Linked DNA regions of Mus musculus: all the other regions are linked to region 3. Evidence: chromatin contacts called from public promoter capture Hi-C data. All regions are on one chromosome and are shown on one strand. The core of a region is the stretch at or near the end of the contact, and the rest is flanking DNA. Distances in the headings are between cores, read along the strand shown.

What was found. Promoter capture Hi-C pulls out the DNA fragments that hold promoters and counts their contacts.
Region 1: a contact with region 3 is called in a promoter capture Hi-C map of liver, with 4 times the contacts expected there. The contact joins the promoter of Slc22a5 here to the promoter of 0610009B22Rik in region 3. A contact is called at or near these places in 3 of 39 promoter capture datasets (liver and pre-B cells) and 1 of 115 datasets of contacts at active chromatin or transcription factors (astrocytes).
Region 2: a promoter capture Hi-C map of hippocampal neurons shows a contact between it and region 3, with 2.5 times the contacts expected there. The contact joins the promoter of P4ha2 here to the promoter of 0610009B22Rik in region 3. A contact is called at or near these places in 2 of 39 promoter capture datasets (hippocampal neurons and liver).
Region 4: a promoter capture Hi-C map of liver shows a contact between it and region 3, with 2.9 times the contacts expected there. The contact joins the promoter of Irf1 here to the promoter of 0610009B22Rik in region 3.

Annotation. Positions count from the first base shown.
Region 1 is chr11:53,889,691-53,893,570 of GRCm38.p6, forward strand. It overlaps Slc22a5 (solute carrier family 22 (organic cation transporter), member 5), which reads right to left and starts at 2,013. Exons shown (of 10, transcript NM_011396.3): 1 at 1,457-2,013. The coding sequence starts at 1,849.
Region 2 is chr11:54,098,360-54,102,383 of GRCm38.p6, forward strand. It overlaps P4ha2 (procollagen-proline, 2-oxoglutarate 4-dioxygenase (proline 4-hydroxylase), alpha II polypeptide), which reads left to right and starts at 2,565. Exons shown (of 16, transcript NM_001136076.2): 1 at 2,565-2,681; 2 at 3,161-3,288.
Region 3 is chr11:51,685,797-51,690,075 of GRCm38.p6, forward strand. 0610009B22Rik (RIKEN cDNA 0610009B22 gene) reads right to left here and starts at 2,838. Exons shown (of 2, transcript NM_025319.2): 1 at 2,752-2,838; 2 at 1-296. The coding sequence starts at 273.
Region 4 is chr11:53,768,081-53,772,248 of GRCm38.p6, forward strand. Irf1 (interferon regulatory factor 1) reads left to right here and starts at 1,934. Exons shown (of 10, transcript NM_008390.2): 1 at 1,934-2,198; 2 at 3,204-3,295. The coding sequence starts at 3,209.

The DNA.
Region 1 (3,880 bases), core at 763-3,262, 2.2 Mb after region 3:
AATCCCTTCTCTGTGGACTCAGGGGTCAAAAGCACTTTACTATCTCAGTAAATACATTTTTTGTTGTTGTTTTGTTTTTCAAAATAGAGAACTTCCCTATGTAGCCCAGGCTGTCCTAGAACTCAACTCTGTAGACCAGGCTGGCCTCCAACTCCTAGAGTTCTTCCTGCCTCTGCCTCCTGAGTGCTCAGACTAAAGGAGTGTGCTCCATCACTGACCAGGCCCTTTTTTGTTAGGTAGTGATACCTGATCCTGGCACGATGTCACTTAAGTTAAAAATCCCCAATGGAGCTCAGATTTCATTCTTACTACTTATGTAGTAGGTAAGCACAGGTTTGAACACATCTAACCACAAACTCCCAAAGGAAACAGACAGTGACTCTTGTGGGGATACTCTCTGACTCTACTCTTGAAGAATGATATATACCTGAGAGCCCCTGTAAGGAGGGAAGCTCAGTCTATACCTCCAAGAGTCTTAAATGCCAAACAGGTACTCCTAGCTTCTCCCTACTGCTCCTGAAACCATTTCTTGATGTTGGATCTAGACCTAAGGGCTAACTAAACTCACCAAGAAACTATCTCCAACTGGCCAATCCCAATCCCTGATACTCAATGAACCAGTTGCTCAATAGTATCACAGAAGATTCTTCTCATATTCTGCATATTCAATACTGCTGAGCCTCCAGGAAACTACAGTTGGTGCCCAAGTCCCCAAACACATCCACATGCACCATTAAATGGCCTGCCACACCCCCAGCAGAGTGACTGAGAAATGTCAAAGTCACCCAAGAATAAAGTGCAAGGGGATGAGGAATTAGGTTTCCATCGCTTTTCAGAGTAACCTTACATGCCTTACCGAACCTCTCCAGTGATCTTGTCCCAGAATACTGTGGAAAAGACTCCATACCAACAAGTCACCCTGGATAGATCTGCAGACACATGGGTCCTTAAGAAGTAACAATCCATCGCGGGCAAATGGAAAACAGTTTCTCCTGGGGCATGGCAAGCCTTCATTTTGGGATGAGGACAGGTGAGGGAAGAAAGAATAACTCCAGAAAAGGTAGAGAGTTTGGAACACACGTTTCTTTAACTTTAAAAAGTTCTGCAAAGAGTCTTTCCTTTCTGAACAGAGGCTAAAACTGTGGCCTCTTCTCTGGAGCAAGTCTGAATCCGGCCCCTCTGAATCACATCACTACCTCGAGAAAGTCCCACCCCTCAGGGTCTCAGGGCATCTCCTAAGGGGCAGAACCTTCTGGACTCTATCTTCAATGGGACCCTATGGACGGATGGTCTGCCAGACACTTGTCCCCTGAGGGGCGTACTATGGCTAGAAGTCATCTCATAAAATGTTCCTGGGCCACCTGACTGGAGGATGCTCATCAGCCTGTGCGTTGGACGAAGGGCTACAACCGTCGCCGCGATGTCACCAGACCCTGATAGGGGGGCTGTCACCTACCTCTGTCACGATGGTGGACAGGAAGACGTCCTTGTCGTACTCCCAGCCATCCAGGCAGCTCTCCTGCTCCAGCTGCTCCAGGTCCACGTCCCGCCCCGGCTCCAGCCCTAGCTCAGAGAAGTTGGCGATGGTGGCCAGTCGGTAGCGGCGGCATTTCTGAGGCACCTGTCGTCCGTCCTTCGTCTCCAACGGGATACTGTGGTTGCGCCACGCGCTGCTCAGGTTCACGGTGTGAGGCACAAGGCAACGGTGCTCCGGGGTCCCCGCCAGGAACACGATGGACATACCATTGAAGCCATTGGGGATGATGCTGGCGCTGAGCAGGAAGAAGATGAGGCGCTGGAAGGGCCCCCACTCGCCTAGGAAGGCGGTCACCTCGTCGTAGTCCCGCATGCCGTCCTCAGCCTCCCACAGCGCCCGTATGGGAATAAGGGGACACCGTGGCGCGGGAGACGGGGCGCTGAGAGCCTCTGCGTGCAAGGCTCGTGAGTTCCCACCGACGCCTCCGACTCGGCCACCGCCAACTTTACATAGGGCCTGAGGGCGGGGCGGGCTCTGGGCATGGGCCTGGGCCGCAAGGCCCGCCCCGCCGTCCCGGCTCTGAGGCGCGGCGCGGCGCGGCACGGCGGGGGCGGGGCAGGGGCCTGAGTGACGCACAGTGGGCGCCGGCCATCGGCCGCGCGTGCGCCTGAGGCGGAGCCGAGCTAGGACTCAGAACTAGCTGGGCGGTACAGAAGGCGGGGCTGAACCGGGCTTCAGAACTGTCAGCGAGGGAGGGGTGTGGCTTCATTCGACCACGCCTCCATAGTCTCTACGGGGCCCGGGTTGGGTGAACACTTCTAGTTCCGCCCAGACTGGAAGACTGAGGCGGGGCGTCTGTGAGCCACGCCCCTAACAGGTCCGCTCTAGGGGGCGGAATTGGGTCTTTTCAGGACACTTCCTGGAGCAGGTTCCCAGGGTGCCCTTCTCTTGAGGGAAAGGGTGACTTTGAAAAGTTTGTGTCCAAGGCCATCCTGGGAAGACCATTCTGGGTGTTCAATGGAAAGAGGCTTAGAATTTAAGCAGTAAACAGCCCACCTTCTCAAATTTTTGTTGTGGTTGAGAGATATTGTGAACCTCGGAGAGTCTCATTGACAACGACAGCCTTTGTTGCAGTTTTTCCTGGAAAGACTGCCATCTTTTGTGGCTGCGGAGATAGCTCAGCTAGGACTCTCTTTAAGAGTCCAGATTGCTCCTCCAGAGGACCTTGGCTTGCTTCCTAAAAGGCATAGGGCAGCTCACAGGCCCAGTAGGCATGCACTCGGCACATTAGACAAAACAGACTTGCAGGCAAAACACTCATACACATAAAATAAAATAATAGTTATATATATTTACATATAATATATACATATATTAAAAAGGGGTGGATTTTGAGACTGGTGATGAGAAAGGTGGCAATGAATTTTAATTCCCAGACTATTATGTTCTTAAATTATTTTGTTGTCTTTTGATTTAAGAAATAGTAAAATTTTGACTTCAAGATTAAGGATCTTAGTGTAGGATTAATCTCTCAGATTTGTAATTTTTACAATTAATGCAGGAGCCAACTTGTTAAAAAACCAAAACAAAAACTTACCAGAGTTTGTGGCAAAGGACCTTAATCAAGTCTGGTCTTTATAGCCAGTTCCAGGTTCTCAAATAAACAACAACAACAAACTTTACCATGAAACCCATTATTTTGTCCTAGTAATATATTCTAAAAACCAACAACACCCAAAAACAAAACAAAAAACAAAAAACCGACCAGCAACTGTATGATTCTGAAGCAACACTGTCTAATAAAATAAGAAGTTACCCTTATAATTTTATCTATATTTATTTTTTTGAGATGAGTTTTGCTATATTGCCCTGGCTTGCTCAGTAGCTTTGACCTCAACTGACCAACCGTGCTCCTCAGCATTGCGGTGGAACAGGCAAACATTGTAACTACAATTGCTTTAGTAGCTGTTAGTAACTTTTCTGGTTACAGAGACAAAGCAACTTAAGCGGAAAGGGTTTGTTCGGCTCAGTAGTCAGAGGGTGGAGTCAGTCACTCCCGGAAGGCTGGGTGGCAGGAGTCTGCTTGTCACAGTCGCCTCATTCAGGAAGCCAGGAGAGAGAAATGCTGGCGCTCAGCTTGCTTTCTCTCCTCTTACTTAGTCCTGAACCAAAGGCCATGGAACAGATGCTGCCACTCTGAGGGTCACTCTTCCCACTCCAGCTAACGAGATCTAGAAGCTTCCTCACAGACACCTAGAGGTTTCTCTCTTAGGTGATTCTAGACCCTGTCAAGTTGACAACAATAATTGTCACAGCCATATTAATAAAATGTCCAGATCTAGTAAATAAAAATTTTACGTGGTCAGATTCAAGTTTTGCATAAAGAACTAACAATCTGAATTA
Region 2 (4,024 bases), core at 1,315-3,814, 2.4 Mb after region 3:
TAAAGCTCAGAAGGCCAGCAGAATGAGTGTAAATATACAACCTCTGGAGGTGGGAGGTGGGCAACCTTCTAGAATGTACCAGAGACCTGGGAAGTGAGAGACTCTCAGGACTTAAAGGAAGGGACCTTAGATAAAATGCCAGACAGTGGGGAGAGGGAACTTGTAGAGTCCACCTCCAGTAGAAAAACAAAGCATTAAGTGGAGGGATGGGTTTGCCATCTGTAGTGGCTATTCCTGGTTGTCAACTTGACAATATTTGGAATGAACTACAATCCGGAATTGGAAGGCTCACCAGTGACCCTTATCTGGAGGCTTGGAGATCCTTATCTGGATCTTGGTATGGAGATCTTGAGCCATAGTGGCTATGGATTCCAGAAGATTGAATCTCCGAGTTTAAGGAACACACCTTTAATCTGGGCTACGCCTTTCATCTGGGATTAAAGGTGTGGTGGAACACACCTTTAATCTGGGCTCCACCTTCTGCTGGAGACAATATAAGGACATTGGAAGAAGGGAGTCTAGCTCTTGCTCTTGCTCCTTCGCCTGCTTGCTGCGTGAGACTGAGTAACTGCTAGATCCTTGGACTTCCATTCACAGCTGCGACTGAACCATTGTTGGGAATTGGGCTGCCGACTGTAAGTCATCAATAAATTCCTTTACTATCTAGAGACTATCCATAAGTTCTGTGACTCTAGAGAACCCTGACTAATACACCATCCCATGGTCAAAAGCTCTGACCCAGAATTATTCCTGTCTAAAAGAACTGCAGGGACAAAACTGGAGAAAAGACTGAGGGAAAGGCTGGCTAGTAACAGGTCCAAATTGGGACAGATCTCAAGGGGAGGCTGACACTATTACTGATGCTATGTTGTACTTATAGACAGGAGCCTAGCATGGCTATCCTCTGAGAGGCCCAACAAACAGCTGACTAAGAAGCAGATACACCCAACCAATGGTCTGAAGTTTGGGACCCCTGTGGTTTAATTAGGGAAAGGCTGGAAGAAGTTGAGGAGGAGGGCAACCCCATAGGAAGACCAGCAGTCTCAACAAACCTGGTCTCCTGAGATCTCACAGGCACTATCCAGTCAGCACAGACTAGCGGGTCTGAGGCCCCTGACACATATTCAGCAGAGCCTGGTCTGGCCTTAGTAGACACACCTAACTCTTGAGGAGACTTGAGGCCCCAGGGAATGGGAGGCCTGGTGGAGTGTGGGGTTGTGTGGGGGTGTGGGGACATCCTCTTGGAGACAGGGGACAAGAAATGGGATGAGGAACTGTTGGCGGTGAGAATGGATGGGGGATAACAACTGGACTGTAAAAAAAAAAAAGATTAAAGATAATTTAAAAAAAAATAAAAAAGAGCATACACCATGTAAGGGTGATTTAACAACGGTAAAGCAATAAACATAATACAGTAACTGTTGGGGGCTGTTGTGGAGCTAGAAGGTCTGAGAGATAGGCCAAGAAGATGGACTTTGCTTGCTTGGTTGGCCAAGGAGAGATGCACAGTGGGTGGTAGAGTGGGGTGAGGGTTATGTTTCCATAGCCATGGATTGAAGGTATTTATAGGCCAATGGGAAAGATCCTGTGGAGAGGGGGAGGAGGAGGAGGAGGAGGAGGAGGAGGAGGAGGAGGAGGAGGAGGAGGAGGAGGAGGACCACTCCGGACAGAGAAGTGGGCGGGCATGGGGAGGATCTGAGGATCTGGGCAAACTGTACTTTCTGTGGCATAGCAGATGCAGAAAGGTTTGTGCATGGTTTCAACTGGGCTCTTGGCTGGTAGCTGCCACAGACACGGACAAGTGGCCAGGTAGTATTTTCTGAGTTGTTTCTGTGTGTCTGTCTTTCCTAGTCTGGGCCGTCTGCCTGGTCCATGCCATTATAGGGAAATCCACACCAAACTCCAGGCACAGTCCCACAGGCCGGGCATCTCCGTTCTGGGCTCTGCTCCCTGATGAGATTCTCAGACTGCTTCCCCTCATTCATGGAGAAGCAAGCTTACAGGGCAGGCGTGGGAACCTGCTCAGCTGCCAGAGCATCCTTCAGTTCAGATCGAGGTCGGTTGCTTCCCTGTCTTCTTGACTGTGTGTGTCTCAGACAGAGCTGGTTGAGGTGTCCAATCTCATTGGCCTGTGTTATAAGCCATAGGTTGGCCCTAGGATGAGATGCTCCAGGCTACGCCAACTTCTCACATTTACAGAAGAGCCGAAGCCTGGCTAGCCTGAGCCCCTCAGAGAAGCAGTTAGGCTTTGGAGATGGGTCATCTGGAGAGATGAGGTGCGCTGACATCTCAGACCCTTGTCTTTTCCCTCCCTCCACTCCCCTCCCAGGATACTCAATTCCCGATCTTAGTGACGCCAGCCTCCTGCAATTTGCCGGTGGTAATGGATGTGGGGGTGGTGGGACCACAGAGGGCTGGAGCAGGCTGGGATGGGGGCGCCGCCCCTGGTGCCGGTCCCACGCGGCGCAAGGAGGTGTGCATCGCATACGTGCAGCGCGTGGCGGCTCGGGCCTTCCCGAAGGCTCCAGTGGCTCGGAGCCAGGCCCGGGCGGGCCCGGGGGGCGGGAGGTGGGGACGTGGCGGAGGCTCAAGCGGGCGGAGACTGTGACGAGGGCGGAGCCGAGAGCGCCGGGGCGACGCCGCGGGAGGTTCTGGAAACGCCGGCTTCTGCGCGTGTTCAGGTGAGCGCGGGTCCGCAGGGTCGTCGCCGGGCTGGGCTCGGGTCCCGGTGGCCGGGCGGTGCGTTCTGCTCTGCGCGGAGCCGGGAGCTGGATCCGGGGTCCCTCAGCCCCGTGCCCCGCGTCCGGCGCCCTGATTCTGCACCCGCCTGGGTTCCTGTCCCGCCCGCGTCCCTTCCCAGGGTTAGGGCGGTGAGGTCAGCGGTGCCCTTCCTGCCGGTACTGTTAGGCCGGGCCGGACAGGACACTTGGCGGGCTCCCGGGAAGGGGCGACCTGACCCCGGGGTCGCCCCCCGATCTAAGGCGGAGGCGCCCGCCTGGCCCCGAAGGCGGCGCTGCTTAGGATGAGGAAGACCCCTGGCTCCCAACCCTGGCAAGGACCAGCTTGGTCGCTGCCAGTTTTATGGGCTCTTAAATCAGAAACTCTCCTCCTATCTGTCAGAAGACATCCTTGTCGAACCTCTGATGTTTTCCCTGAGCAGTTTCAGAGACCGGTGGCGATTGGCTGACTGATTCAACAAATAGAGCATTCTCTGTGCCTGGAGACTTTCAAGGACTGAGGCAGGCAGAAGGGAAGACTCAGAAAGTTCAGGTCCAGAGCATCAGCAAGGTAAGTACTGAGTTAGTGTGGAGTTTGGGCTGTGTGGACTTGGTAGATGTCTGGATGCTTCCGGGCAGGAGACATGGGCTGGGGTGGGAGGCTCCGGTAAACTGGATTGGTCACTTAGGAACCTGGACTGAGGAATCACCCTGAGTGGCCGCAAGCTTGGGCCAGTATCACGTCTGTGGTACAGTAGTGGAATCAAGGTAACGGAAAAGGGCCGCTTTAGGGAATAGCTGTCCAAGGGCCCCACCCACAAGCAGTGAGAGATCTGCATGAGGAAAGTCCACTGAGCCCTTGCAAGGTGAGCATGGGTCTGGGTACTTCTGTCGCAGGATTTTACTGGGAAGTACAGGTGGGTCTTCCTGTCATCTGTATTCTAATGTGTCATTTACTATGCTGAAGGAGATCATTGAATTGCCCCCTACAGCAACTCTGCTGTGCTCTCAACGCGCTAAGGAGTCTCAGTACAAGAGAATCATTGGGGAAAGGCCTCCAGCCAACTCACTCCATCCTTGCGACGTGGCTTCCCTGACTGGGCCACACAGTGGATCCTTACCCTGAAGAATGACACTTTAAGGATTTTGCTTCTTAATGCAGGCCATCTCGTTACTGACACCTTATCCCTCCTGATGGAAGAGCTTCCTGGAACTAAGAGCAGGGTCCCAGTGCACCACTTTGTAGCTTCTGACATCCTCAAACGTTCTCAGCTTTGCAGAGGTCTATTGTCTAGCTCAAAATTTAT
Region 3 (4,279 bases), core at 1,588-4,087:
GTGCCTCACGTCATGCAGCATGATGAGCCGCATGTGCCCAGCCGTGACGAACGCCGAGACGAACCACTCATTGAATTTGTCCACAGTTTTTAAGTACATGTTGTTGGAGAGCCACATGTTTTCGTCGACGAGGTCCAGAGCAGCATGAGCTATGAACTGGTTCAGATGACGGTGTTCATCTTTAGATTCTGCTTTCCCAGCTGGCAAAAATTCCATTTCAAAAACCGGATTATCATGGTGGCCAACAATTACGAAGTAGAAGCTCCCAGACATTGTCTTCTGTCTATATGTGGCTCCTAGAGTCAGACACCAGCAAATGAACCCCAAGTCAGTTCATGAAATTCTTATTTTTGAGACAGGGTCTCACTCTGTAGCCCAGGTTAGCCTTGAAACCCAATCCTTTCTACCTTAGTCTCATAACTGCTGGTATTACAGGCATTAGCCACCACACCTAGCTATATTTATTAACATTTTACCCCTCCCCACTGATTTAAAATGATAGAGCTACCATACACTAAATTTGCATTCATATTTCCCACATCTTTGGGTTTTTTTTTTGGTCCTATTTATGAAATAAAGGGAAAGCTGCTTAGCATCTGGATAATTTCGATAGGTTCAGAAAATGAACCTGGCAAAAACCTACCATCTTTCCATTGATTGAAAAAAAATAATACAAAAAGAGGGAATCCCCCCTCCACACACACACACACACAGGGTTTGAGAGGGAATTTCTTAAACTGAAAAAAAAAAAAAAAAAAGGACATCACCATCAACAAATCCAAAATACTTTTTACAGTTACTGTCAAAGACTACCAGGGCAGTGGTAGCTTACACCCGATCCCAGCACTGGGAGAGACTGGGGCAGGAAGACTCTCAGGGATTTGCGGCCACCACCTGGGCTACATAGTGAGTTTCAGCCAGCCTGGGCTAAAGTCTGAGATGCTGTCTTTAAAAACAAAACAACAACATCCTACAAACTAAAAGCTTTTTTCTTAAAACCAGAAACAAGGAAAGATCACAACTCCATCCTTTGGCTAAAGTTTAGGAATGCAGAAAGTATACCTCCCTTCTACCACTTCTATTGAGTACTTTACTGGAGATAGCAGGCAGGGAAACAAAGTTAATGGGAAGAATTAAAAAAAAAAAATCACTACATTGGGGGGTGGGGACAGCCCCAGCACCAGGGAGGCAGAGGCAGGCAAGTTCCTGTGCGTTCAAGGCCAGTCTGGTCTACAGATCTAGTTCCAGGACAGCCAGGGATACACAGAAAAACTGTTTCAAAAGCTAAACCAAAACAAAGAAATAAAAAGCATTTGGACTATGAAGTCCAAACTATTTGAAGATGATATAATCTTATACATAAAATGTCCTATGGAACCATGTAAGGGCAGACTTAGCAAGGCAACAGGAAACAAGATCAATAGAGAAACAAATGGGTTTCTATAGACCAGCAGCTAGTTCCAGAGTGATAAAAAAAAAAAAAAAAAAAACAAAAACCAAAAACCAAAAAACCCAGGATAAGGGACTATCGTTTAAGAGACACGTCATAAAATAAAAACTATAGCTTTAGGAATTTAATCAAGGCTTTCAGTGGAGGTCTTGGTGGTTAAGATCATTGGTTGCTCTTTCAGAGGACCTAAGTTTCCACTAAAAATTTCCGAAGAATTAAAGAATCTCACCTATTCTTGAAAACAAGTAAATAATGGCTGCTGGTTCAGGGGACTCGTTTTTCCTCATTGGTGTATCCACCATTAAATTGTGTATGCTCCATAAATAAACCCCTACCCATAAATACCCAAGTTAAACTCAGTGGGTACACACGCATGCTCAGTCCAGAACTCAGTAGGCAGAGGCTAGAGGATCTGTGAGTTCAAAGCTAGCTTGTTCTGCAAAGCAAGTTCCAGGACAGTCAGGGCTACAGAAAGAGACTCTGTCACAAGAAGAAAGAAGACAGGAGGAGGAGGAGGAGATGATCAACTTCACAAAGTTGTCCTCTCTTACACATGTACCATATAGCAAGCAGGCACTCCCATGATGTGTCACATACATCCACAATAATAATAATTTTAAAAAATGTATAGATATGAAAATAGAAGGGAAAGGGGGTTCAGTGGGTGTGGGATGAGAGGGTGACAAGGGCTGAAAACCACATTAAAACACATGGATGAACCTGCCAAAGGATAACTAAAGATACTAGGATGGACTGTCATCCTTGCTTTGGGGCTATTAAAGATGGCGATACATCTATTTACCCACAGATTCATTTACAACACGATGACAGAGTCCATTAAATAAACCCGTACATTTTGCTATTTTATTTTGTTATTAACCTTTTTTAAAAAATAAAATAAAAGGTCTTATGAAGCCCAGACTGGCCTACAAGTATCAGAAAATGGCTTGAATTCCTTACCCTAGCTCCCCCTTTCCAGTGCTGCGATTATCTTACACTGCCCCTCTTTAACTGTTTATTTCTGGTGCTGGGGACCAAATCCCAAACCTCCAGGTGCTAGGCAAGGGCTCTGCCCCTGAGCCACAAATCCCAAGGAAAACTCAAAGTACGCACCCACGAAAGTGACTGAACTGTATGTGCCCAGCCTCCCTGGACGGCCCCCACTTTCCCAGTCTCTAGCTCCCGACTTTTTGCTTTGGGCAGGGTCTTGCTGTCCTACAGCACTTGAGGCAATCCCTCCGGGCTCCTGAGCGCTGGGATCACAGGCGAGTGCGGGATTTTGACAACTATAAATACCTCACCTAAGCCGACTTCCCTCTAGTTCAGGGGCAGACAAGCTCAAAGAGGAAAGCAGGTCAGCCGGCCATCACACACACTCAACGTCCACCCCGCGGGGTAGCTCCGCCCACCGACTAGCCGAGACTGCTCACTGCGCATGCGTACATGTTCCCGCCTCTCCGGGAAGGACTGAGCGGCCTGCGCCGGCTGCCGACCTGACGCAAGTGACGGAAGACTGAGCATGCTCAGTAACGCGCTAAGCCCGTCCCCAGCCCCGGTCCGGCCGCCATCTTGGATCAGGGCAGCTCAGTCGACCGGGCATGCGCACATGCGTCTCTGAGCAAGGCTGCGCTAAGGGTTTTGTCCGCCATCTTGGGTCAAGGCCTCATGGGACGTCGGGGTCCCCGCGGGCCTCCTCTGGCTCTTAGAGCAATCCTTGCCTTCACCGCACGCGTACTTGCTTATGTTGTCACTGACGTTCGCCTGGAGGTGTAGAGACCGGAAGCCTGGCGGGAGATGTGGACCAGACTGCCAAGTGAGGCGGAGCTTTTAACTACAAGAATGCCAGAAAGCAAAATGGAGGTTGCAGCACCGGGCGCTTGTGTCCAGACGGTGCTGGCCGTATGCGTGGGCGGAAATGCGTAATGGGAGGGTGGTTTAGGGCGCAAATCACTGGTGTTAGGTGCTGTTAATCATCAAGGACTCTGCTCTTTCAAGTGTATGTCTGCATTGTTCACAGGTTTTCCTTATGTGTTTATTATAGTGAGACTTATCTAGCGTTGGCGTCCTGAATTCCTTCTTCCCTTAAACAGACATTTCGAAGCTACTTTGGCTAAAAATCATTGACTTCTCTCTGGGGCCACAGAGTGACTAAAGATAAAGTTTGGCATTTCTGTTTTCGTTTTGTGTTTGCTAGAAACATAAACAAAGCGAAGTAGCTCTACAAGGCACGTTCTATTTGTAAAAAAGGTGTTTCAGGATCAAAATCATGGTGTCTTTTCCCCAGTGGCTGGGGTCCGACCTTCATGCTTGGCTAGTTCTGAAAGAATAAGCTTAGAGGAATGGAGTTAAAGGTCTGTATTCCAGGCAGCAGGGAATTCAGGAGGGAGAAAGGATGCATGAGGTTTATAAACAAAACTTTACTAGGTGGAGAAGATGTTTGTTTGTTTGTTTGTTTGTTTGAGTGAAGCAGCTTTCTTTTATTGGCGGTAGTGAAGAAAATTTTTGGAATATTGGCCAATGGCAGACTACCTACCTACCTTTGATAGATAAATAACAAAACTGATTTCTTACATCTCCTTTGCTTTGGTCAGGTACCTGCCCACTTCTACATAAGCAGCATGTTTATCCATCCATTTCATCTCCCTTCAAAATTGAAGGCACAAAAAAGTCATTGTCCTAAACCTCTGGTCATCTTGATAGGAATGGGAGTTAGGGAGGAAGGGAATAAAAGTGTCTGCTACAAGAAGTCTCCAGTTATCATTTGAGCCGTAGAAATATGAACATGTTTGTTTTGTGTAGCAGCTCACAAATTTCCATTACTGAGGCTGA
Region 4 (4,168 bases), core at 684-3,183, 2.1 Mb after region 3:
CTTCCAAAAATAAATAAATAAATAAAAATAAATAAATAAATAAATAAATTTTAAAAAAGGAGAACCCCTAAAGTCAAAGTGGGAAAAACCTCGCATAGAACATTTAAAAGATGAAAATGGTCAGTTTCACTGTTAAATCGTAGCAGTGAGGGTGGGACAGGGACATCTCCTAAGCAGAAGACTGTTAGTGTGTGTGTAGAGACTTTGCTCACAGTGTTGTCTCTATTGGGAAAAGGTGGAAATAACCTAAATGTCCTACAACAGGGTATTTATCTATCGGGTAAATTTTTATTTATCCTTATGACAGAAAACAGGTACCCATCACTAACAAGGCTGCATATGGACATTCCAGGACACAGGCTGACTTTCATTATGTATACCCACACAGTTATTTTGATGTAATTTGTAGTCTCTGGTTGCTTTCAGTAGGGTCTCTGTGGGCTTCAAGAGTTACAAAGTTTCTCTCCCTAATCTCATTTTGAATTTTCCATTGGCTGGTCAGAGTGTCTCCACAGAGCAAGTATACATCTGTTGCACAGAGAGCAGGTGTCAGATTCAGAGTCATGTGATCAGAAGGCCCTGGTCTCTAGTGATTCTCTTAATTTGCGACTTCAAATACCTCCGTATTTATTCTAGAGTCTCAATTCCTCCTTCCAAATCCTCCTGCCACCTTGAATCTCCTAGCTCGTCTATGAGGCAGTGACGTTACAGGTACAATCGTCCATTGATGTGTGTATTACAGCTTGCAACATTCAAACTGGGTGCTGTCCTAGACGGACAGCTAGGGTGAGGAAGGTGACACAAGAGAATGACACGGTAGAGGACTGATGTACTTGTGAGTCAGAAGCTGCGAGGAAGCGAATGAAGAAGCCTGAGGGGCCAGAGTTCGGAGATGGAACATGTATACACTAGCCCAGCCGCTAAGAGAAAGAACAAACTGGCAAGGTTTACTCGTGAACACCAGTTAACCCGCTGCCCTTGCCATCCCCTTGGGACCTGGGTCCCCCCTTAGCCACAATTTCCCTATGCTGCCCAGAACTTCTCCAGAGCCAGGCTTTGGGGACTCAGAAATGACTTCAAGACTATCAGAGAGGAACTCTCTCCCTAGGGCTACGTCGAGGATGGAGAGCTGAAGTAGGTGTCATAGAAGGAACCACGGCCACTTCGGAATTTTATCCACTTCTTTGGTGTTAGGTAGTCCCAAGGAATAAGGGTCGCCTTGGTCACCGCTAGCTAGAACCTCGTGTGGCACAGGAAAGCACACCCGCATCTTGTGCCCATGTAAGCAAACACATCATCTCTCCCCATAAGGACAAGGTGTTCCCCCATCACTTCAGACTAGCAAGTGAGCTATTGACATTTTATGGTTACGGAGTCCTTGAGTCCTTCAACGGCTGGCCCTGCAGAGTCCAGGCTGGGAGTTCCTACTGCCCCGTATTTCCAAGTTAGGCCTTCTGCCTCAATTTCCCAGAGCAGCCAAGTGGCAAGTAAGGCGGTACAGGGACATAATCTCTCCCTTCTTGACACTTCATTACCAGACTGATTTTGAGGGTGATTTAGTCCCGGGGACCCTTCTGGAGAGGGAATCAGGTGTTCTAGAGACATAGGGAGTTAGGTGTCTCCCGTGGAGAAGGGGAAGACCATCATAGGAGCCAGCAGGCTGGGAGTCTGCAGAAAGAGGGGGACGGTCTCGGCTTTCCAAGACAGGCAAGGGGGCAGGGGAGTGGAGTGGAGCAAGGGGCGGGCCCGCGGTAGCCCCGGGGCGGTGGCGCGGGCCCGAGGGGGTGGGGAGCACAGCTGCCTTGTACTTCCCCTTCGCCGCTTAGCTCTACAACAGCCTGATTTCCCCGAAATGATGAGGCCGAGTGGGCCAATGGGCGCGCAGGAGCGGCGCGGCGGGGGCGTGGCCGAGTCCGGGCCGGGGAATCCCGCTAAGTGTTTAGATTTCTTCGCGGCGCCGCGGACTCGCCAGTGCGCACCACTCCTTCGTCGAGGTAGGACGTGCTTTCACAGTCTAAGCCGAACCGAACCGAACCGAACCGAACCGAACCGGGCCGAGTTGCGCCGAGGTCAGCCGAGGTGGCCAGAGGGACCCCAGCATCTCGGGCATCTTTCGCTTCGTGCGCGCATCGCGTACCTACACCGCAACTCCGTGCCTCGCTCTCCGGCACCCTCTGCGAATCGCTCCTGCAGCAAAGGTGAGCTCGCCGGAGCTGCGCGGGCACCGACGGGTGCCGTGGAACAAAAGGCGCACGGGACACCAGGAAGTGGGGGCCAGAGACACCCTGGGTCGCGGTGGCGCGCTGGCTCGGGAGGGCGCTGCAAGCGGGCGGGAGGCGGGCCGCGGCGTGCACCGCCCTCTGGCCGCGCTCGGCGGTCTGCGTGCGCGGAGCCGCTGCGGGGCCTCTTGGTAGCCCAGAGTGGCCGTCGCGCGCACCCGCGAGCAGCGCCGGGGGACTCGGATGTCCGCCTGCGCGCACTTTTGGCGGTCGCAGCTTGGCTCCCAGCTCTTGCTTTCGGACGCGCAGTGTTCGGTGCAGAGGTTGGCTCGCTGCCTTGACTGGCTGGACCGGGTCGTGAACTACTGGGCTTTCGGGAGGAGGTGCCACAGGTGTTGCTTGCGCCACTTCTCTTAACAGCAGGGGAAACCAGGCCGGAAGGGGTTGCGCCCCAGCCTGTATGTTGTGGGCACTGGCTGTCAAGAGGGGACATAGACTGGATTGGAGTGGGTGGGTAGAAGTGCCCGAGATGGAGGTTGACTTGCTTGCTTGCACAGCCTGGAAGGTGCAGGGCTGGGGGTGACAAGCAAAAGTAGTCCCTTCCTTCTTCCAAAGATTGAATTTTGAGAGAAAAGTTCTGTCATTGAGATGTCTGTCTTTTGGCTTTTTTTTTTTTTTTGCACATATATCCTGCAACCATCCATCCATCCAGACTTGCTTGGTTGTTTATTCCTGAGACTGACTGGGAGAGACTGAAAAGAATGGGCAGGTGGCTTTGCCCATGATGCTGGAGAGTTTCATTCTACTTCAGGGTCCCTAATCTATGACCTGGGTACCTGGCTGATGGCAGGAGAGTGGGGGAGGGTAATGACCTGGGTGTGAGGACAGGAGAAGGTAATTGAGCGAGCGGCCTTGGGTGGAGCAGGGCAGTGCCCAGGGTTGTTTAACAGACTCCAAACACAGGCCTCTGTCTTTTCCCTCCAGCCACCATGCCAATCACTCGAATGCGGATGAGACCCTGGCTAGAGATGCAGATTAATTCCAACCAAATCCCAGGGCTGATCTGGATCAATAAAGTGAGTGTTATCCTGCGTATTCCTGCCACTGTTTAATGCATGTTCTCTTGGGGCGCCAAATTTCATGAGTGAACGTTAAGAGAGCAGGAAAATGTATTTCCCAGTGGGTGCTGCATGCCAGAACGTGCAAGGTCTGACTTCTGCCTCCTGCTTCTTCCTTCCTGAAGCTGTGGCCAGCTCACCCTCCTAGTGGTACAGTCCTCAGCACCAAAACTTCTCAGCTTCTGCAGAGCCTGGGTTCCTCTCTCTTCCAAGAGAAACACTGTATACATAAGTCTTACATGGCTCCAGTTGGATAGACAAGACAGACAGAAAAGCAGTCGATAGTGGTTAGGAACGGGACTAGTTACGTAGGAGACCCAAGAAGCCACAGCTGGCATGCATGGCAGTATAGCAGCAGCAGTAGCATTGGTGATAATTAATATGTGCTTGGCACCTTTTTTGATATGTTACCAAATTGTGCATTTTAACCGGCATAGTAATCCTGTGAGATGGGTCTCGCGTAAGGAAACTGAGGCACTTTAAGGTAGATTACAAAGTCATGTAAAAAGTGTGAAACCCAAGACCAACTTGAACCAACTTGATTGAAATAGTATACAGTTAACCAGCAGTAACAAGAGTGGTGGTGGTAAGAGCCTCCTGGATCTTGGGGCTGGTGAGCTTGCTCAGCAGGTAAAGGCACCACCTTCCAGTGAGCCTGAAGGCCTAACTTTGATCCCTAGAGTCCTCTCATGGTAGGAGGTTGGCCTCTGACCTGTACATAAGTGCCCTGGCTTGTATCTCTCTCTCCTCTCTCTCTCTCTCTTTCTCTCTCTCTCTCTCTCTCTCTCACACACACACTCACAATACACGCATAAAAATTTAAAAAACAGA